Linked DNA regions of Mus musculus: regions 2, 3 and 4 are each linked to region 1. The links are chromatin contacts, called in public Hi-C, HiChIP or PLAC-seq and promoter capture Hi-C maps. All regions are on one chromosome and are shown on one strand. The core of a region is the stretch at or near the end of the contact, and the rest is flanking DNA. Distances in the headings are between cores, read along the strand shown. Region 1 holds the start of Rph3a (rabphilin 3A). Region 2 holds the start of Rpl6 (ribosomal protein L6). Region 3 overlaps Ptpn11 (protein tyrosine phosphatase, non-receptor type 11). Region 4 holds the start of Oas1c (2'-5' oligoadenylate synthetase 1C).

What was found. Promoter capture Hi-C pulls out the DNA fragments that hold promoters and counts their contacts. Hi-C and Micro-C count contacts between places; a contact is called where the count stands out from the background. HiChIP or PLAC-seq counts read pairs in DNA pulled down with a chosen protein or histone mark.
Region 2: an H3K4me3 HiChIP or PLAC-seq map of forebrain shows a contact between it and region 1, with 3 times the contacts expected there. The contact joins the promoter of Rpl6 here to the promoter of Rph3a in region 1. A contact is called at or near these places in 1 of 39 promoter capture datasets (hippocampal neurons), 1 of 484 Hi-C or Micro-C datasets (forebrain), 2 of 115 datasets of contacts at active chromatin or transcription factors (embryonic forebrain and forebrain) and 3 of 9 other capture datasets (adipose tissue, liver and pancreatic islet).
Region 3: a contact with region 1 is called in a promoter capture Hi-C map of hippocampal neurons, with 4 times the contacts expected there. The contact joins the enhancer-like site here to the promoter of Rph3a in region 1. A contact is called at or near these places in 2 of 39 promoter capture datasets (embryonic stem cells and hippocampal neurons), 2 of 484 Hi-C or Micro-C datasets (both in cerebral cortex), 7 of 115 datasets of contacts at active chromatin or transcription factors (SST interneurons, VIP interneurons, embryonic basal ganglia and 4 more) and 1 of 9 other capture datasets (adipose tissue).
Region 4: a contact with region 1 is called in a Hi-C map of forebrain, with 3 times the contacts expected there. The contact joins the promoter of Oas1c here to the promoter of Rph3a in region 1. A contact is called at or near these places in 2 of 39 promoter capture datasets (both in embryonic stem cells), 1 of 484 Hi-C or Micro-C datasets (forebrain), 4 of 115 datasets of contacts at active chromatin or transcription factors (T-cell acute lymphoblastic leukemia, bone marrow-derived macrophages, embryonic stem cells and 1 more) and 1 of 9 other capture datasets (adipose tissue).

Annotation. Positions count from the first base shown.
Region 1 is chr5:121,006,391-121,011,453 of GRCm38.p6, reverse strand. Rph3a (rabphilin 3A) reads left to right here and starts at 1,916. Exons shown (of 22, transcript NM_011286.3): 1 at 1,916-2,216; 2 at 2,355-2,470.
Region 2 is chr5:121,200,619-121,205,919 of GRCm38.p6, reverse strand. It overlaps Rpl6 (ribosomal protein L6), which reads right to left and starts at 1,419. Exons shown (of 7, transcript NM_011290.5): 1 at 1,368-1,419; 2 at 257-514; 3 at 65-166. The coding sequence starts at 514. It overlaps LOC115490270 (a small nucleolar RNA gene), which reads right to left and starts at 910; the gene lies at 777-910.
Region 3 is chr5:121,138,618-121,144,482 of GRCm38.p6, reverse strand. It overlaps Ptpn11 (protein tyrosine phosphatase, non-receptor type 11), which reads left to right. Exons shown (of 16, transcript NM_001109992.1): 12 at 854-921; 13 at 1,329-1,480. Among named protein-coding and RNA genes, the nearest start is that of Ptpn11, 50 kb to the left of the region's middle. Within about 2 kb of position 1,907, at least 32 of the 459 cell types and tissues checked have an H3K27ac peak or open chromatin away from gene starts, as enhancers often do. A contact at or near this core is called in SST interneurons, VIP interneurons, embryonic basal ganglia and 2 more, where this site is marked.
Region 4 is chr5:120,810,903-120,816,267 of GRCm38.p6, reverse strand. Oas1c (2'-5' oligoadenylate synthetase 1C) reads left to right here and starts at 3,754. Exons shown (of 7, transcript NM_033541.4): 1 at 3,754-3,834. It also overlaps the pseudogene Oas1b.

The DNA.
Region 1 (5,063 bases), core at 667-3,166:
AGACTCTCCAAGCCCCTGGGTCTCTTCTCCATTGGTGAAGTGACAGGAATGAATGTGTGCCATTGTCTCAGCTAAGAAAAGACTCAGTAGCCGTGCAGTGGTGGTGCATGCCTTTAATCCCAGCACTTGGGAGGCAGAGGCAGGCAGATTTCTGAGTTTGAGGCCAGCCTGGTCTACAGAGTGAGTTCCAGCACAGCCAAGGCTAAACAGAGAAACCCTGTCTCAAAAAACCAAAAAAAAAAAAAAAAAAAAAAAAAGCAGTAAGGTCTCAGCCCCCAAACTGTAAGATTCTGTCGAGTGGTCCTGCAGGGCAGACATCCTAGTGGGCACACTTTGGAATCCCAGCCCTGGGTTTGATCCCCATGACTGTCACTCACTGTGTAGCCTCCAGCAAGGAATGGAATTTCTTGGTCTTAACTTCCTTATTTATAGAATGGGAATGGCAGCCACCACAGAGGGGGCACAGAGACCCTCAGATGAGACATGCAGAGCTTCTGGAAGGATGTCTGGAACATAGCAGGTTCCCAATAAATAGCTGACATCACCACAGCTATCACAGTCAGCATTGTGATCATTATCTGCACCATCACCACCATCACCACCACCACCATCACCATCACCACCACCATCACCACAACCCCCACCAGCAACCACCAGCACCACCCCCACCATAATCATTGCCACCATCATCATGATCTTCATGCTTTCATTATCACCCAGATGACCACCACCACCGTCAACACCACCATAGCGATCATCTGTAGAGCCAAGCTCCAAATGGTCTCTCAGATCCTGGCAGTCTGAATCCTAGCTCTCAAAGGGAGACTTTAGTGGCGAAAGTAGTGACTCACCCTGGGCCCTCAATGGGAAACTTTACATATGAGTCCCCAGTGGAGAGAGGAACACCCCTCACTTGGCTGGGAGGTTCTAAACAGCCCTTGGCTTCTTTTGACTTTGCCACTCTCTCTCTCTCCACCGCGGGCATGTTCTTGTAGCTGGCAGCAGCAGCACACACTGGGGATCCGGGATGCTGGTGCCATGGGAACACATTCCCACTGTATATCACCCCCCTCTCTGGAGATTTATTTCCTGTGTGTAGTGACTTTACCTCGGAGAGCCAGTCTGGTTTGGGGAGATGGGTCTTTGGCAGAGGATCATGTCTGCTCTGGAACTCCTAAGATTTCCAGCTCCATCCCACTCAAACCACACGCTTGCACCAGCCTCGTCGGCTGTCAAGTCCTTTATCTTCGCCAAAACATTTGAATCAGAGGGTGGGTTATAGATCATGGAATCAGAGCAGCCCCTAGTGTGGGCTTTCTTATCGCTACCTTAGACTCATTCTTTCTGTCATTAGGAAAATGTGGTGGCCGTGTCTTCAGTTTGCAGATGGGACGTGGAAACATTAAGTGCCATCCCCAGGGGTGCATGGGGCTGGCCCAGGCTCCCTGAAACCTGTCAGATGTGGTTGTTTAAACAAACCACCATCCCCTTCAGGCACTCCTGTTTTTTGTTGTTTTGTTTTGTTTTTTAGCCTTGTTTTTTTCCTGCAGTCTTCTGAGCCTGAGTTGCAGACTTCAGCAGCAATGTGGATGATCCTGGAAGCCACAGGGAGACGCACAGGTACCTGTGAAGATCAGGGATTGTTATAGCTCATTTGACAATATTAGCATAAGTATGCAGCGAGGTGGCCCATATGCAGTCTGACAAAATCGTCCTGGTTCCTCTACTCTGGCCTCTCCCTTCCTCTGCTGCAGGGATCCAATAACTTCCCCTGTTCTGCCTGGGGTTAGTGGCCGCCCTTCCCCTCCGCTTGCGTCCTGGTGCTGTCCGTGGTACTGACTGCCAATCCGGATCGTTCTGGGGCGCCCAGCCTCCCCTCCTGGCCTCCCACCTCTCCTCCCGCAGGCAACGCGGCACAATGCATCGCGGTGGGAGGCAAGCTGGGCTCCCCTGCTCCGCCGGGAAGCGGCTGCCCCTCCCTCTGGATCACACAGGGTTCTTGCAGTAGGTGACAGCAGGATCGGGCACCAGGGAAGCAATTGATTCGTCTCTTACCCGCATCCCAGAGTTGCCTACGCTGCCCAGAGAGGGAGAGAGGAAAGAGAAGAAGGGAGAGAAAGAAAGAGACTTACAAAACCTTCCATGTGGAGTAGTCTGGGTGATTCGCTGCCCACCGCTGCAGACTCTAGCTGCACTTAGTTTTCGCCTCTGACGGGGTATTTCTTTTTTGTCTTTTTTTTTTTTTCCTTTTTGTGTGTGTATGTGTGTGCATGATTTAGGGGAATGTGTTCGTGTTGGTGCCTCGGTTTTATTTTGGGAAGACCGGGAGAGTCAAATGCACAATTTTCTTTCAGGCATATCTGCTGTTCTTTCAAGCCAAGTCGCTGGGACTTAACACCTCCCCCCCCCCCCAGCAGGGAGTTGGCAAGAATTTGGCTCCCGTATTCTGCTGCAATCCTCTACTGTCCCGGTGAGTGACATTCTTTGTGGTGGTCCCGCAAACGGACTAGGAGATCTCAGGACCCTAACTGAGATGTGCATGCATGAGCTAGGGAGAGGGAAGCAGGGAGGGTAGGGCTGTTGAGAACTGAGCATAGTTCTTTGCCTGTATTCTGTAGGCTTTTATCAGCAACACTCCGGAGGCAAATGGGGTTTTAGTACAGTGCCCAGGGAGGAGGCAAGTGTGTGCCTGCTCAGGCGAGTGAGCAGGAGAGTGGCTTCTGCCCAGCTTGTCCTCTTTGCAGCAGAACCTGAGGAAAGTGATTGGCAGCTCTCGAATTAGTTAACCCTTCATGGCCTGTATGGCACACGGGGCCTCTGAGTGTTTGGAGTTGGTGGGTGGGCATCTTGGCCCCAGTTGGGAGAGTCAGCTGAGCCTGGAATGTTAACCCTTGCCTGGGCATCCTGGACCAGCATTTGCTTAGGATGGGGCTCAGACCGGGCTCTCCGCCAGGGCTGGCTGAATAATTGAATTGTGGTGGGTTCTGCAAACTCAGCTGTCCTGAAATGGGAGAGCGGGGATCCATGAAAGAGCCACCTTTTCTCTTGGCATGAATGGTCAAGCAGTCAGCTGCCTGCCGAGCCGGGGATGCCGAGATGGGATTTTACAGGTGGTGTCACCTGTAAGAGACTGGATGGGGGGTATGTATGTGGCTCTGTCACTGAGCTCACCTTGCCATTGAGAAGGGGGCTATGACATCCCAACCCCAGGCCCCCAATTCCAGGACAAGCTGTAACCCCTATACCAATTTCTTTCTCTGATATCCCAATGGGGGTAACCCCATACCAACCTGTTAGTGAGTGGGAAGCAGAGGTCCCTCACCACCCAATCCCGAAGCTCATGTTTAATTTTAAAATGCTTTTGCCAGTAATCTGTGATCTATGGGAGAGGACTCAATTCTGCTTCCTGCTTTAATTACTTCCTACCTTTTTTGGGGAAATGAAAGTCTTTATTTTTAGCACTTCGATCCACTTCAGCCGTCTCTATCCACTGGAATTTCTTCAGGAAGTTGAACTTGGGAGGTAGGAATAAGACAAGGCTAACCCTAGGGACTGGCATGCTGGAAGTGTCAAGAGGGTCACCCAGCCCCAGCCCCAGAGCCATGAGGGGCCCGGGGAGCTCAGGGTATAAGCCTATGTGGGCAGGACACAGGAGGAGAGTGTAGGTAGCCTGGTGGTTAGCGCCAAGGAAAGGGTCCCCTGAAACCTGGCTGCCAATCTGGGGTGACCTTGAGGAATCCGCCTCCATGGGAAGCCATACATATGAATAGAAAGTGAAGAAATCTGGCTTGCTCAAATGAGATGCTGCAGGCTTGGCCATGGGTGATACTTAGAATACTGGACTTTCATGTTCTTTGGTTGGAGTAGACTGTGGCTGGACATTGGAACAGGGGGTTGGGAGGGGGTTGAGGTTCACTGTTGCAACGAGAGTGAATCCTCCCATTGCTGGGCTGTGGGGAGGCTGCAGGGCTTGGAGGGTTATCAAGGGAGCCCGGGGCCCCCAGGCAGTGTCACAAATACCGTGGGACATTTCCCTGGTTAATTTCTAGTATCCAGCCCTGCAGCACAATACAGCCCAGGCCCGGGGTGTCCAGACACGAAGGCTTCCTGGCCATCCATCTCCCTGCCTCCTCGTCTCCCTCAGGGTGGCCGAGAGCCAGGAGCCTGCCTCCTCTCTGTCACATCTGAAGTGGTGCATTGGGGTGCACCAGTGAGAGAACCTTCCGGAAAGACTCTTGGGCTTGGAACAGGGCCCTTGAGTCTTGGTGCTCTCTTCCCTTTCTGGGCCTCAGTTTCCCCATCTCTGCAATGAGTCAGCTGCTCTGGGTGACCAAGGCTCCTTCCAGATCCTCAGGTCTTCTTTACAGCTGCTGCTGTGGCAAGGGGCAGCCATACTTTTAGGGAGAGTTACCGTCGTTGCCCTCCGATCCCACTTTCGGGGGACACCCAGAGAAGGAAAGCACCTTGTCTAAAGCCACACAGCAAGTCATGGCGTAGCCCTCTTGGAATCCACCTTCATGGGTATCAAGGCATTCTTTTACCCCTACATCCTGGTAGACCCCACTTCTCATCCCTGGCCTGGGGCATAGAAGGGATGGATGCCCTCCAAACCTGTCCTGGTCTGGGAAGCTGAACTCTGGAGACAGATAAGGTTAATCCTTGTAAATGGGGCTTCTCCTATCCCATCAGCATGGAAGAGAGGGGGGTCCCAGTAGCTCCTGCTGCTCTGTTACCTCAACCACTGTGTTTGATTTGTGTTTGGGGTGGGTGGCTGCTGGGGGTGTGGCTTGTAGGACATGGACTTATATAGGACACAAGCGTCTTTATTAACACCTTTTCTGTCCTGTACCACTTACAGACCATGGCTTTCTGTCAGTCCCCTCCCCCCCCGCCCCCCTCTCCCCACACCCAGCCAGCATATGGTCCTGCCTTTTCCTGCAGGGGCCTGGGGGCAGGGTGGTCTTACAGGCAGACAAGCTGGAGTTGAGGTAGTAGGGTTTATTTCTGTTAAGAGAGCTGTGGCTGAACCTGGATAAAAATAAACCCCGGGACCCAGTAGTGGT
Region 2 (5,301 bases), core at 170-2,669, 190 kb before region 1:
CATAGCCTCTTTCAGACAAGCCTCAACCCTAACCCCAAGGAAAGCAACCCAAACTAGATCTCACCATTTTTCGAAGCTTCACCACCCGGGTGCCACCGTTCTTGTCCCCACCAACTGTTTTGGTGACAGTAGCAAGGACCTTCTCTTTTTTCTTCTTCTTCTCAACCTACAAAGACAAACCCATCAATCCAGGATCCTGCCAGACCTCAAACGCAGGAATAAGGCATCATAGTGGGCCATCCGTTCCCTCTCCTACCTTGGTCTTGGCAGCCGAGTATTTCCTTTTGTACAAGGCCTTCCTGGAGTACATAGCAGATCGGGAGTACCTGCCAATTCCTCTCACCAGGACAGGGTTTCGGCTGCAATGGGGCTTCGCCTTCTTGGGCTTTTTACCCTTAGGGTGAACCTTTTTGGCTACTTTGGCGGCCCGGGGCCGGGAGGCAGCAGCATCACTGCCAGCCTTCTTGGCCGCAGGTTTCTTCTCCTTTGTATCAGGCGCTTTTTCACCCGCCATCTAGGGATATAAACAATAAAGGCATTTCATCAACCATTTGTCAACAAGCTAGTATGAAAACCATCCTCTGATGCTTGCAATGCCTCTTCCTTCCAAACACAGGGTTAAGTATCTAGCACTATTAGTTTTTTTGTTTTTTTTTTTTTGCTAAAAAACTTTTTTGTGGTTCCTTATCTTATTCTTCCATTTTTGTGAATCAGAAAACCAAAGACAATCTTTGCTAGTGTCTACACAGGCAAGGAAGCCCAGAATCTCGAGGCTCTTCTGTGCGACCCACTTCAGTGCCAGCAGCCTACAGGCAGAGGCCAGGCAATGGTTCGGGGCCACGGGTTGCTCTAGCACGGGACACTATGACAGACCCAGGGGAACGGGCCTGCCATAAATCCAAACCCATGCACCAGCACGGAACACCCGAGACCTCCCCCTCTGGTGTCGCCCTAGGTCCCGAAGCCACCACGATGGCCCCAGCTCCGCAAAGTAGCCGACAGCGGTGCTCTCCGGTCGTCTTCCGGGGACGCGGTTCCCCACCTTCAGTCGCGAAGCCCAACGTGGCCAAGACAGGCTCAACAGAAGGTTCTGGAACCCCCACTGCAGGGTCGCAAGTCGCAACACAGGCCCTCCAACCCTCCCCAGGTTACGGCAGCCGGCAGGGCCCAGCGACCATCTCGGGCGCTACGCTCGTTCTTAGCCCCCCGCCAACCCACGCTGACAGAAATGAAGCTCCCGAGAGATCTGGCGAATGATCCCGACCATAGGCGGCCCTGGGTAGTGATCCCCGGATGTCCCCCAATTTCGGATGGACGAGGATTGGGGTCCCGAAAGCCGCTGCCACACAGACGCCCGCCATTCCTACCTTGCAAGACGGGAAAGAGAACTAAGGCAGCGGCTTCCGGTCTATAAGCAATGACGGGAGGTGACCAAGATCACTTCCTTCCTGTATGGGGCATCATGGGAAATGTAGTTTTTCTTTACTCCGTGGCAATGCACCTAGGGAACGTCCCCCCAGGCCCCACCCCCACCCTAATAGGTAAGGGCAGCTGAGATGGCTGAGCAAGTAAAAGCGCTTTCTCCTAAAATGATGAACAGACTTTGAGCCTTGCGACTCATGTGGTGGAAGAAAGGACTTTACAGAGTTTTCTTCTTCTCCTCCTCCTCCTTCTTCTTCTTTTTTTTTTTTTTTTGGTTTTTCGAGACAGGGTTTCTCTGTGTAGCCCTGCCTGTCCTGGAACTCATGCTGTAGACCAGGCTGGCCTCGAACTCAGAAATCCACCTGCCTTTGCCGCCCAAGTGTTGGGATTAAAGGCGTGTTGCACCACGCCTGGCCAGAGTTATCTTCTAAAAACTAAAGGTTAGGGTTGGAGTGATGGCCCAGTGGTTAAGAGAACTGGCTGCTCTTCCAGAGTTTTTTGAGTTCAATTTCCAGCAACCACATGATGGCTCATAACCATCTGTAATGGGATCCCATACCCTCTTCTGGTGTGTCTGAAGACAGCTACAGTGTAGTGTACTCATATACATAAGATAAATAAATCTTGCCAGGGCTATGCAGAGAAACCCTGTTTTGAAAACCAAATACATAAATAATAAATAAATAAATAAATCTTTAAAAAAAAAAAGTCTGACAGTGGTGGCACACCCCTTCAATCCCAGCACTAGGAAGGCAGAGGCTGGTAGATCTCTGTGAGTTTGAGGCCAGCCTGAACTACAAAGCTAGTTCTAGGAGAGCCAAGGCTATGCAAGCAAACCCTGCCCCCAAAACAAAATAAACAAATTAAATAGGAAAAAATAAATAAGATTTAAAATAAAACTTTTTTGTTCATTACATTTTTAAATAAGCTACTATCCTTTGAAAAATGACACTGTATACCTGACAGTGCCTTACTTTTTATTACATTTTATTTTATGTGTATGCTTATGTGAGCATGTGGGAGTGGGGAGTGGATGCATGCCCCAGCATACAGATGGAAGTCAGTGGACAACTTGGGGACGCCGGCTCTCTCTACCACATGAGGCCTAGAGATCAGTCATCTTAAGAGGACTTAGGTCATCACAGGCCCCGCATATAACAATTATCCTCTACCTCATAGTGCTTAGAACGACGTATACACATGATTTCTATTGTCTTCTACTTGTCTGTTGCCTGTTGCTAGTGGTAGGAGCTTTTCTCTTGACTTTCTTTTTTTTTTTTTTATCTTCTTTTTTTTTTTCTTTTTTTTTTTTTTCCATTTTTTATTAGGTATTTCGCTCATTTACATTTGCAATGCTATACCAAAAGTCCCCCATAGCCACCCACCCTCTCTTGACTTTCTATATGTGTGTGTGTGTGTGTGGGTGTGTGTGCTGTGTGGGTGGAGGTCTGAGGACAACTTACAACCACTTTTGTTGTCCCACAGTGTGGGTCCCATGAATGGAACTCAGAACTTTGTAGCAAGCACCTGACCCACTGAGCCATGTCTGTGGCCCTTCAATTCGGCTCTAAACCCCATCTTCATGGTTGAGTCTCCAGGAATCTCTTCCCTTTCTCTGGCTGTGGTTAAAGGTGAAAGAGGGAGTGGTGGGCTGCCTCTAAAGACCTCATGACACTGAAGACCACAGAAAACAGAGCACTGTGAAGACCTCAGAGTACAATCCGATTCTCTCTCTCTTCCCCAGCCCTTCTGGTTTTTCTTTTTGAAATATTTATTTAATGTATGAGTGCTCTATCTGCATATATACCTACAGGCCAGAAGAGGGCATCAGATCCTGTTATAAATAATTGTGAGCCATCATGTGGTTGCTGGGAATTGAACTCAGGACCTCTGGAAGGACAGTCAGTGCTCCTAACTGCTTTGTCAAGACAGCATCTATAGACCAGGCTGAACTTGAACAAAGCTTCTGCCTGTCAAGTACTAAGATCAAAGGCATGCTGTACCATGCCCATCTCAAGTCTTATTATCAATTGTTGAATTTTATGACATTTACTGTCCAAGCAGAGTCTTAAGAAGAAATTTAAGCCGGGCGTGGTGGCGCACACCTTTAATCCCAGCACTTGGGAGGCAGAGGCAGGCGGATTTCTGAGTTCGAGGCCAGCCTGGTCTACAGAGCGAGTTCTAGGACAGCCAGGACTACACAGAGAAACCCTGTCTCGAAAAGCCAAAAAAAAAAAAAAAAAGTTAATTATTCTATTATTTAGCTACTAGTTAGTGTGTGTTTGTGTGTGTGTTTCCAGAGGAAAGTACTTCTTGGCCTTTGTTGCTATCCCAGCACTTGGGAGGCAGAGGCAGGCAGATTTCTGAGTTCAATGCTAGGCTGGTCTATAGAGTGAGTTCCAGGACAGTCAGGACTACACAAAGAAACCCTGTCTCGAAAAAGAGAAAAAAAAAAAAACAACAATAAAAAAAAGCCTGACCATGTCAGAGTCTTTCACTCACCTGGTCGGCTTGTTAAATGATCTGATACTGAAGTAAATGCATAACTGATCCCCCTCTTGTGTTTGGATGTGGTATTGCAGAATTCATGACCATAAGGTAAAAAATATTAACTTCCTGCTTCTAACTTTTTTGAAACAGGGTCTCACTGTTCAGCTCTGGCTGTCTCAGAGCACTCTGTATGGACCAGGCTGGCCTCAAACTTCCAGAGATCCTCCTGCGCCTGCCTCCCAAATGCTGGGATTGAACATGTGAACTACCACACCCAGTAAGTACCTGCTTTTACTTTTATTTTTTCTAGTATTTATCTATTTTATCATTTGTGTAACTGTCTCAAATAATAATAATAATAATAGCAACAACAACAATAACAATAACAACAATAAATAAAGTAAAAAATCCTGCCGGGCGAGGTGGCACATGCCTTTAATCCCAGCACTCTGGAGGCAGAGGCAGCCTGGTCTACAGAGTGAATTCTAGGACAGCCAGGGCTACACAGAGAAACCCTGTCTGGAAAAACCATAAATAAATAAATAAATAAATAAATAAATAAATAAATAAATAAATAAATAAGCAAGAGCAAGAGCTAGACTCCCTTCTTCCAATGTCCTTATATTGTCTCCAGCAGAAGGTGTAGCCCAGATTAAAGGTGTGTTCCACCACACCTTTAATCCCAGATGAAAGGCGTAGCCCAGATTAAATAAATAAATAAATAAATAAATCTAAGGAAAGGAAATGAGCTGGGGCTGTACGAAGCTCTCAAATTCTGGGTTCCAGCCCAGGTAACACTGGTGGGGGCTGGGGGCTGGCATAGGAATTACACTTAACTTGCAGATAATGGGAAGTGGGGGATGGACAGGTGGCTCAGCAATTAAGACCACTGACTGCTCTTACAGAGGACCCAGGTTTGGTTCCCAGGACCAACATGACTGCTCACAGCCATCTTTACTTCCAGCTCCAGGGAACCCGGGTCTCTCTTTTGATATAAAATACAATATATTTTTTGAAATAAATAATCTGGGTTGAAGAGATGGCTTAGGGGTTAAGAGCACTGGCTGCTCTTCCAGAGGTCCTGAGTTCAATTCCCAACAACCACATGATGGCTCATAACCATCTGTAGTGAGAACTAATGCTCTCTTCTGGAGTGTCTCAAGGGAGTAGCAGTTTACTCATATAATTAAATAAAATAATTCTTTAAAAAAAATAGCCGGGCATGGTGGCGCAAGCCTTTAATCCCAGCACTTGGGAGGCAGAGGCAGGTGGATTTCTGAGTTCAAGGCCAGCCTGGTCTACAGAGTGAGTGTCAGGACAGCCAGGGCTAAACAGAGAAACCCTGTCTCAAAAAACCAATAATAATAATAGTCATAATAATAATAATAA
Region 3 (5,865 bases), core at 658-3,157, 130 kb before region 1:
CTGGGAAGTCAGTTGTCCTTGGTAGGGATGTGACGGACACACTGTTCCCAGCACTCTGCAGACTGCTCATTCTGAGGGCAGTCCTTCCCACATAGGCCTTTGTGGAGGCTGCCCCAGGGTCACCACAGCAGAATGTATGGTTCTATGAGGGATGCTTCAGTTTTCTACAGTCTCGTTCATATGCTGAGCCAATCCAGAAATGAGTGAAGCTTTCCTTGTCGATCACTTTGTTTGTTGTTGTTATTTTGAGATAGGATTTTACTATGTAGTCTATGTTGGCCACTACCTCTGCCTCCAGAATGTTGCGGTAACAGGCCTGTACCACCAGGGCTGGACTGTTCAGTGTTTTTTGTTTTGTTTTTGTTTTTGTTTTTAAACCACCATAAATGTAGGTTTTGCAGCTAGGTTTTGGCTATTTAGGATAGAAACGAACATACCTTTCTTCCTCTGAGTATCTGCTGTGGCTTTTAAGACAGGAAGCCACGAGTCTGTGGGCAAGTTTGTATGTCCAGAAGAGCCATAATTTGTCCAACTGTTTTCAAGTAAAAGTTGTATGAAACTTGGGAGTAGAGAAAAGATGCCACGTGTTGTTCAGGGCCCCAAGTCTCACCACTGTGAACCTCGTGGTGATCCCCCCCCCCCGCACCCCCACTCCACAGATGGGGAAACAAGGATACCCTAGGGGGCCCATGCCAGGACTGAACCCCTCTGCACGGGCAGGGGTTGCTGATAGGAAGCTTCTCCTATCAGCACATTGTGTAGACACACAGCAGAGAGCCTGTCGACATTGACAGCTTGGTTCTGAGTGAAGCTCCATCACTTCATCACTCTGCTCTTACTCTTCTACCTACAGCGCTGGGATTGGCCGGACAGGAACCTTCATTGTGATTGACATCCTTATTGACATCATTCGAGAGAAAGGTAGGTCATTGGAGGACAAGAAGCCGCAATTCCTGTTCAAGTTTGTGACAGGAGGTGCCAGGAAACGTAGCCTGCGAGAGAGAATTTGCAGGAGAAAGAAGCAGTTATGGAAATACGGATGAGATTCACTTTCAATGTGTTTTGCTAAAAATAGTCCTAGCACTTTGGTCCCATCACTGTCTCTTCTGTCACCTGTGTCACATGGTCCCTCCTGCCCTGGTGTTGGGTGGCATTCTTGGGGAGCGAGGGGCTCCTGGGGCATTGTCCTGGCATTTGCTGGCATTGTTATGCGTGTTGACTCAGGAGTTCTGCCCTGCACCCGCATGGCTAGTTGATGGGAAGGACCGGCTCTCTGTCCTTGCTGTGGCAGGCGGTGCTCCTGCAGCTTTAGGGTCTGTGCTTTGCAGGTGTGGACTGTGACATCGACGTTCCTAAAACCATTCAGATGGTGCGGTCCCAGAGGTCGGGGATGGTCCAGACAGAAGCACAGTACCGGTTTATCTACATGGCTGTCCAGCACTACATAGAGACGCTGCAGCGCCGGATCGAGGAGGAGCAGGTATGGAATGAGGCTCTGACACATGGCTCAGCTCCTGTCTGGACTCGCTCTCTTCATCTGGAAAATGTTGACAGTTGGCCTCCCTGTAAGCTGTGGTCAGCATCCACTGCCTCCCAGTTGAGGGAAGTGTGGTGCCATCATCATGAGCGGCAGTCGGCTCTGCCTTACAAAGAGGAAGTGACTTTCATATGCTAGGCTTAGAACTCAGGGTCCACAGTTTCCAGCCATTTCAGCTTTGCTCTAGATTGATCTATTCTGATTCTGCCTTGTAAAATGAATGCCTTATTTCTAATAGAGCGTGGCAGTTTGAGCCACTAATTTGGCTGCATTGAAACAGTGAATTTCAATTTTAATAAGCTATGCATAATGAAGAGTGTGCAGTTGGAGCCTTTCCATGTGAGACTATTCATAACAGACACAAAGCTGAGCTAATTAGGATGCGCCAAGCTGAGGGAGATGAGGAGAGCCGTTCTTTTGGGGAGCTTTTCTTATTCCTTTCCCAAACCCTGTTGTGCTGCAGCAGATGGGTGGTGTCTAAACACCAACCACGGTTGTCCTTTTTATTGCTATTGCTTTCCAAAAGCCCAGGAGAGGGGACTTGGTGCGTGTCATAGGGTAGCAGGCTGTCTCTTAATGAGTAGCTTAAAAAAAAAAAACAGTGATCATCTCGCTGTATAGCCCTGGCTGACCTGAAATCAGTTTGTAGATCAGGCTGGCCTTGAACTCAAAGATGCACCTGCTCTGCCTCACAAATGTTATGATTAAAGGTGTGCGCCACCATGCTGGCCTGGAAGAGTAGGGAGAACCGCACCATCCTCCTTGAGAGCCAGAGGCGGGCCCCTTCCTGAGTTTAGGTACTCAAGTAGACGCGGGGTCAGGAGGTCACATGATTGATTAACAAGCCACCCATCCCCAACTTTAATTTTTTAAATATGAATTCAATGTAAGCAGTTTTTTGTTTTTTTTTTTTGTGGTGTTAAAGAGCAAACCTACGTACGGCCTCATGCACGCTAGCTCAGAACTCTGCCCCTGAGCTGCACCCCAGAGCCTCATGCACACTAAGTTAGCACTGCACCACTGACCTGTACCTCCCACCTCTGAACCTGGATGGCTGCCCTAAAGTTCTTTTATACATGTCTCCCAGTTTACACTTAATTGGGACCACTCATAGTTTAGAAGAGATGCTCAGGGAATAAATAAAGAGCTAGCACATGGTTGCTCAGCCTGGTCAGAAACATTCAGGAGATTCTGTCATCTTGTCGGGAGAAGTCCTCTGTACCATTTGGGTTTGTATTTGAGTTGGGATTGAGGGTCTTTGGCTGCTCCCCATTGAGGGACTGCTGCTTGGAGCCTTCATATTGCTTCCTGGCACTGAGACTATTAAGACTGAGGCTGTAAGTTGGATTTAGGAAATAATTTTGGGGGAAAAGAATCTTATTTAGTAACTTGGTTGATTGTGGGGAAGGAGTATTTACTGATGGGGACACAAAGCATGTGTTTCAGTTACTTACATGTTAACAAGTGAGTGTCCTGCTGATTCCACCTGAAGGATGCAAGCTTGCACTCACTGACTCGCTCACTCATTCATTCATACATACAATCATTCATTCATACAGTCATTCATTCAGCTAATTCATTTTGATACTAGTATGTGTTAGCACTTTGCAATTGTATTAACTCAGATTTTGGAACTTGGAACTTTGGTGTTAAAAAAGTATATAGGAGGGATGGGTTGTGGTGGAACAAGCCTTTGAGGCCAGCACCCAGAGAAAGGACTAATCTCTAAGTTCAAGGTCAGCCTTGTTTACGTAGTATGCTCTAGGACAGCCAGAGCTACATAGTGAGGCCTATGTCTCAAAAATAAACATACATTTCTGCGTGTATGGTTTGGGCTGGGGGTGTAGCTCACTTGGTTTGGAACTTGCCTAGTATACACAGAGCTATGGTTGGCCCCATGTAAACCTGAAGTGCTGGCATGTGCCTGAATCTCAGCACTTGCGAGACCAAGATGGGATCAGAAATTCAAGGTTGTCTTTGGCTGTGTATTGAGTTCCAGGTTAGTGAGAGCTATATAGGACGATATTGCAAAAACAACAAAGCAACAGTGAAAAAGAAAACTACCACTGCACACAAAAGAGTCAACTGCACACAAAACAGTCAACTACCTGTCTCCCTGCTTATTTTTAAATTGAATTTCAATGTGTGTGAGCCTGTGTCCATGTGTAGAAGGAGGAGGAATCAGACCCCTTGCACCAGGATGTGCACTGCCCAGGGTTGCTGATGGGAACTTAGCTTTCATCTGCAGAAGCACTTGCGTCCTTAACCACTGCACTATATGGCTCCAGCCCAAGCCCAGCGGATTCTTAAATTAAGCAACAGGACAAAACTCATTTAGTATAATGAATTAGTTCAAAATGTAGCCATCTTCCAACTTTGGATGAGTTAAGCCCTTTGGGAGTAAAAGAATTGCTAAATGAAAACAAAGTGGCAGTTGGGTGGAGAACCGTGGGGAAAGAGGCGGAGTGAAACAGAGGAAGCGGGCCAGCAAGAAAGAGATACACAGAGGGGCGAGCAGAGAACGGGACAGAGCACCGTAGGGACAGTCCTGAGTGGCTTATTAAGACTGCCTCTTGTGCTGCAGGGCTTTTTGTTTGTTATTTCAAGACAGAGTTTCTTTGTCTGTACAGCCCTTGCTATCCTGGAACTTACTCTGTGGACCAGGCTGGCTTCAAACTCACAAAGATCTGCCTGCCTCTGCCCCGCAAGCACCGGGATCAAAAGTGGCACCACCAGTGCCCAGCTGTGCCACTGCAGATTTGTTGAGAGGTTTTTTTTTTGTTTTTTTTTTTTTTTTAATTTTCCATTTATATTAGTAAGTACTTTATTTGCAAAAGCAGTGTGTGGAGTGCGTGGTATTTCTTTTACTCAACTTCTGAACACAAGCATTTATTTTTTTCTTCAAACTTTATTTAATATACATAATATTTAAAAAGGGAATGTTTATAACTTACATGAGTCTGTACCTCTTTGCTTCTAAGTGCATTGGTATATATTTTTTAAAAAAAGATGTTCTGTTACATCATCATGATTCAGTTACTAAGTTGGGGGAGCAAATTGAAAGCTCTGTATAATCTGCAGGTCAGGGCTGGAGCCCAGCGTGTGAGCATTTACTAGGCTCCTGGGGTCCATCCCAGTACAGCACACAAGCTTGCCCAGCATGTGTGAGCACTTATGTAGCTTGAGGCAAGAAGGCTGGGAATTCCAGTCTAGCCTGGGCTATGTTAGACCTTTTCTTGATAAAACCACAACCAAACAAGAAATTAAACATATGTCTTGGAAATACAGCTCAGAGGTTAAGGATACACACTGTTTTTATAGAGGACATGATGGCAGAGGGCTCAAAACTGCAGGTAACTCCACCTCTAAGGGATCCAGTGCATGTGTGTGTGTGCGCGAGTACACACACACACACCTCATGGTGACTTCCTCATGTGCACACACAGACATAAACACAACTCAAAAAGCTAAAGTAGGCCATACTCCACATTCAGATTTTTCCAGTTTGTCTTGCTGTGGTCAGGGTCACATGGTGTGTATAGCATTCATGTTTGTTTCCTGTCTTTCATCTGGAATAGTTTCTATGTCATACTATTGCTCTTGCTCCATACTTGGGACATTCCAGGAGCTGTCAGTTGCACCCTGCAGCTGAGACTCAGGCTGTGCTGTGCCAGGCCCTTCTGCACCACTCCAGTACCTTAGGGCTAAGTTGATTCAGGACAGTCAGGTCAGCTCTGCCTCTTGAGAAGATGATGGTGAGGTTTCTTCACTGGGAACTTACAGAATCAAGGCTAGCTGGGCATGGTGGCACATGCCTTTAATTCCTATAGTGCAGAGACACAGAGGCAGGGGGATTTCTGTGAGTTCCAGGCCAGTCAGGGCTATATAATGAGACTCTGCCTCAAAACAAAAATACTGTGTCTATGTATTGAGAGTGTACAGTGTATTTTGTGTGTGGAAATGCTATGGGATGATTGTCATGGTTAGTTGGTTAGTGTGCCCAGCACCCCACAGTGCATGCTGAGGTGGTGGAGTCTACTCTCAGCAGAGTTCAAGTTTGCTCTACCTTGTCCAGTCCAGTGCTGGGCATGAGGCTTCCAGAGCCCGTGGAAGATGTTATGTCTGAAGATATGTACTGTGGTCAGTGTCTCCCTCCTGCCACAGTCCCCAACAGCCCCTGCCCTAATCACAGTTTGTAGAAGTCGGGATGCTTGGTGAGCCTTCCAATTCTGGATTGGAGTTCATTCATTTCATATGGTCAAGTTGACAACCAGGAATAACCACTGCAGGTTAGAATCCTGTTCTTCCTGCCCCCTCCTCCCCAGTTC
Region 4 (5,365 bases), core at 2,505-5,004, 200 kb after region 1:
CCTGGTCCTACTCCCAGGCTGGCCCTCTCAGTCCCTGCTGCCTGAGACTCTGGACTGTTTCCACGGCTCTCCTAAGCCAAGGGCTAGTGGCCTTGTCACTAAGTTAACAGCAGAAGTTCACACAGTGGCCAACAGGGGGTGCTGTGCTTCCCCCAAATGTAAAGCCTCAAGTATTCTCTAAGCTCCCCCAAGATCCCACTGTGCTCTCAGGAGTGTTTCCTGAGTTGGACAATCTGTAATTTTGGCGACGCATGCTGTATCAGGCCTGGTAAAAGATTGTTGCAGGATATTTGATCACACTGTGAACCCTGAGATTGAGTTGTTTATTGGAAAAACCTGGTTTTAGGTGTGGTGGCTCAGCCTTAGCACACACCCTTAATCCAGGAGCTTTCTGCTTGAATATTGTAAACAGGATTAAATAAAGCCAATCATAGATCAAGAGGCAGAGCAAGCAACCAGCTGACCAGAAGCGAACATGGGATTACTAAGAAGGAACCACAGAGAGTAAGAGGGAGTCAGAAGGAGGGATAGAGAGACCCACAGGAAGTAGAGGGGAGGGACATTCCATTTGAAAGAGGTTATGAGATAGCATGAGAAGGGGATGCATTCTGGAACATTCTGGCTCAGGAGGAAGGTCAGCTAGGTGCTTTCTCTGCCTCCCTGAGCTAGCAGGATTTTACCACAGTATCTGGCTTTGCAAGTCTTCATTGGTAAAATTGAATAATTGAGATTTTTGTCAAAAGATAAGATCTTTTAATGTGTAATGTTATAAAATGTGTGTGCATGTGTGAGTTGGGTGGCTGCATCTGCAGTTTTACTGAGGGGCCAGAGCTCCGATGAGATCTGCGTCCTGTGCAAACTCTCCTGCAGACACCCCAGGTCTCTGAACAGCTCTGAGGGAGAAGATTCGCGAGTTTGTTATTTTCAGTGAAGTCTACACTGTCTCATGTTTAAGAAGACAAAACCCACAGCTAGCCGTGAGTAGGACTGGTATGCTGAGGGAGCATCTAGTTTGACTCCCTCCCCTAAGTGAGCCAGCAGGCTGCTCAATGTCCCTGTGGGATGGATTCTGTCTCCCCGCTACCAAATTTCCAAAATCCCTCCTCCCCAGCGCAGCTTTAAAGAGACATTCTCTTTAGTTGAATTTCTCAAATGATAATGGTTTTCAGTTCAGGGATGGAAGGTGTGGGCTGGGGAGATAGCTCAGTCTGTAACGTGCTTGGCTCGCAAGCATGAGGACCCCCGTCGGAATCCCAGAACTCAGAGAAAAAGCCAGTGTTGGTGGTGTAGGATTGTAATCTCAGAACTGAGAAGGGGGAGACTCTGAGGGTCCCTGGGGCTCTTCCCAGCCAGTCAGGCTCAAGTGTGAATTCTGAACCAGGGAGAGACAAGGTCTCAAAAAAGATGGATGACTCTTGAGATGAGTTAGCCATGGTTCCGGATCACACCCACACACAAGAGAACACCTACGCAACACACATGTGCACACACACAGAGGTGGAACTAGAAGGGAGGATGAAGGCATGCAGAAGGGTGAGCTGAGGCTCTCTGGCAGGCTGCCTTACCCAGTAAATCATAGGCTGGCAGCACATCAAACTTCACCTCCTTCAGCAGGTCGGGGGCGCTCAGCTTGAAGCTCAGAGCCCGGGAGTTGGGACTCCTTAAACTGTGGACCTCAAACTTCACTCCACAACGTCTCTCATGCTGAACCTCGCACAGCTGTTTCTTAATTTCCTTAATCAACACTCCCTGTTGGTTTAACTGATCCTCAAAGCTGGTGAGATTGTTAAGGAACACCACCAGGTCAGCGTCTGACCTGCCCTTGAGCGCGGTGCCTTTGCCCTGAAAGACAAGAAAGAGAATGACAAAGGACAGGGAGAGCCATGCTGGGAGGTCCAGATGCTGAACTGGAGTCCATCACCAAGGTGATAGATGGATGGATGGATGGATGGATGGTTGGATGGATGGAGCAAGCTGCTAGATGTGCAGGAGAATATTAGTCAGCCCTGAAGAGTGACATCAGAATCTATGTAGGAAAATAGAGGGTGCTGGATCTCCTCTTGATACAGAAGATAAACCACACCGTGAAGGGAAAATATCCATGTTCATCTGTGGAGTCTCTGTGTGTTCAAGTGTGTGTGTGGGGGGGGGGGCTGTGTATGGGAGTGGGGGAGAGGTCTAAATGAAACAAGCACAGAAGAGTTTGGGAAGGGTACAGTAGCACTCATGCAGTGCCCACATTAGCTGCACACATGTGACATACCATCAGAGAGTGAATCTCTGGGGAGGGTCTGGTGGGAGGTAAAGGATAGTAGAGATTGGAAGGAGACTATGACTAAATTAATACAGATATATGAGAATGTAGCCATAGTCCCATGGTTGGCATTGTTAGCTGGGAGGAAATATGCGCAAGTGACATCATTAAAGAGAAGATGGCCTTGTGTGATATAGAATAACATATAACATCATAGAGAAACTGAAAAAAACAATAAAGGTGATCCAAGTCTGTAAAACAAATATCATAAAAAGAAGAATTCATGCTGAACAAAGCCTCCCTAAATAAAATGCTTAGAATCATCACTAACACACATGAGCATCAGCTACTGTTGAGAGAGGGCATTACAAATTGTCACATCTCCGGATGGAGAGGTGGGTCAGTAGCTAAAACTGCCTGCTGTTCCTGCTGATGACCTCAGTTTAGTTCCCAGCACCCAAGCAGGCCAGCTCAGAGCCACCTATGTAACTGCAGCTCTAAGGGATCTGACACCCCCTTTTCAATTCTGACCAAACCTGCACTAACACATACAGAGCCCCACTCACAACTAAAAATGTAGAAATACAGTCAACTGAAAACAAGAAAACAACTTCATTTCTGCACCCTTCACAGAGTCTGAGAGTTAAGTACCAGTGTCATGAAATGTGATTTGACAGACAGCCCGGGAACCGAGTCCAGAGAGGGTCCATCAATCCAGTCACATAGCAGGCGAGTCCTGGTCTGTCCTCCGTGTCACATTTGACTTAGTCTATGTGACCTTATCATTCCTGGGGCGTGGAACACTGGACATGGAGAAGGTAGTTAAGTTACCCTAAGTCACACAGCAGTGCAAAGGTTGTATTACCACTGCCCCACCACCTGCCCCTCCACTTTCCAGAAAACTGCTTTGCCATTCTGGGCCTCAGTTTCCCCGACTCTGAAATGGACATGGCCTGGGAGTGGGGAACATAAACTGTAGCTGAGGCTCCTTCTCCAATACAGATGTGGGACTTGGGGGGAAGAACCCATCGCCAGCTGTGATCAGAATTAAGAGGAGGGATCAGGGTTGCAGCCTGGCTTCTGAAAGTCCTGTCCCACCTCATCTCGGCCAGCTCAGGCTGAGGAAGGCTCACCTTGACCCCTTTAGAGGCCCTCATTCGGCGGACGGGGCCCCGGAAGGATCTGTCCTTCAGGAGAGCACACAGGGCATCTATGACTTCTCTGAGGTCAGCACAGAAGCTGGTGTCCGGGAGATGGTTCTCTATGAACTTATCAAGCTTCGAGGCCGGGATGCTCCTCAGATCCTGCTCCATCCTAGGTCCAGCTTTTACCTCTGCAGCCAGCAGGTCCTGTGTCTCCTAGGCTGGCTGAAGCAGAAATGGGACTTTCAGTTTCCATTTCCCGGGAAGGGCGCGGATATGCAAATCATCCAGGCCCGAGCAGCCAATGGCGTTAGGGCTTCTGAACAGGTACCTCCCCATCCAAGCCTGAGCTTTCTTAAGATCCGGCCCAGGGAAGAATGTGTAAGGAAACTGACCTGGCTTTCTCGGGATTTCTTCTGGAAAAAAGGCTGTTACACGGTACGTTTTAGGAACAATCTGTGCACGTAGAAGAAGGGAAACGGAATCAGGAAACCACAGAAGGTGGCTGGTGGCTCCTGAGCTCGGCTTCCATCTCCTGCAAACGTTTTAGGCGGAACTGCTTTTTTTTTTTTTCTTTTTAAGAACAGCACCTCCCCAGGTTTTGTTTTTCCTTTACCTCTGGACTTGCAGGTCTAGGATTACAGACAATTCTAACAGAAAGCTCAGACTTCCCAGAAGCCCCCTCTCCTACTCACACCCTACATTTTCCCCTGTGGTGCAGGGGGTCTGGGTGAGGGTGGGGTCTGGGCATCCCCAAGGGTGAAGTACAGGCCGTACCACCAAGCTGGGGACAGTACAGGTCAGCAGTGACTATTAAAATGAGCTGTCTTTCAGGGCCCTGGCAAGGTTGAAAATCACCTTTGGGTGACATACCCAAGGCCTCATCAAAACAGTTTGATGCCCTCCAACCCCTGCCTCCATCTTCTCATCTCTTGTTTAGAGGGCAGAGAGAGGGCTCAGAGTTTAAGAGCTCGGGCTGTGCTTCCAGTTCCAATTCTGAGAACTGACATGGCAGGTCCCAAACACACACACACACACACACACACACACACATTCACATGCACACGCACAGGGCATGCACACACTAAATACACTCCTGAGCTTGCCTGTGCACATATGCACACAAATACACAAACAAGTGTATACTCACATGTGCACACCCGAGCATTAACCAGGATGTACTTCGATGAGGAAATAAAGAGTCTGGCCTTCTGCAAGAGCAGGATTGGCCTTTATGCATCTCCAGGAAGGAAGCCATTGCTAGTGGAGACTGCTCACCGGGCACAGGGAGCTCCAGGGGATTAGGGTGGAAATGGGACCTTTGGGGGTCTGCAGACCTAGTCCTGCTTCCCCAAGCTGGTGGATTTTGGTGGGGTGCTTACCCCGTTGGCCTCCCTGATCCTCACTGCACACTGACATCAGCACCATATCTCCTCCTGCAGGGAGTCACTCAGACTGCCTGGGGCTTCTAGGTCATTAGCCCTTCACATGCAGGAAAACAGGGAAGAAAAACAGCATTGTGGGTGGCCCTAGCAGTTCAGCAGGCAGAGGCTGATGCAGGAGGATGGATAGTGGAGGCTGGTCCATCCTGGGCTACACTACAGCTGGATTCACTCCAGAGTGTGAGGGGGAAAAAACCCTAAAACAGATGAAGAAATGAATGGAAAAAAAAAAAAAGGATCCTGCCCAATGCTGTGGCTGAGAGCACACTCTGGGCAGTAACACAGTTCTTTCCTTAAAGAAACAGGAGCGGGAAGTTCCACTGACCAAAGTTGTGTCATTCCAGGTCAGAGGTGAGCCCTCAGCACAAAGTGTCAGCTGCTTTAAATTCCTTTTGGTCAGCCAGGTGTAGTGTCACAGGCCTTTGATCCCAGCACTCTGGGGTCAGAGGAAGTTGGACCTCTGTGTTTTTTTTTTTTTTTTTTTTTTTTTTTTTTTTTTTGGCTAGCCTGGTCTACAGAGTGAGTTC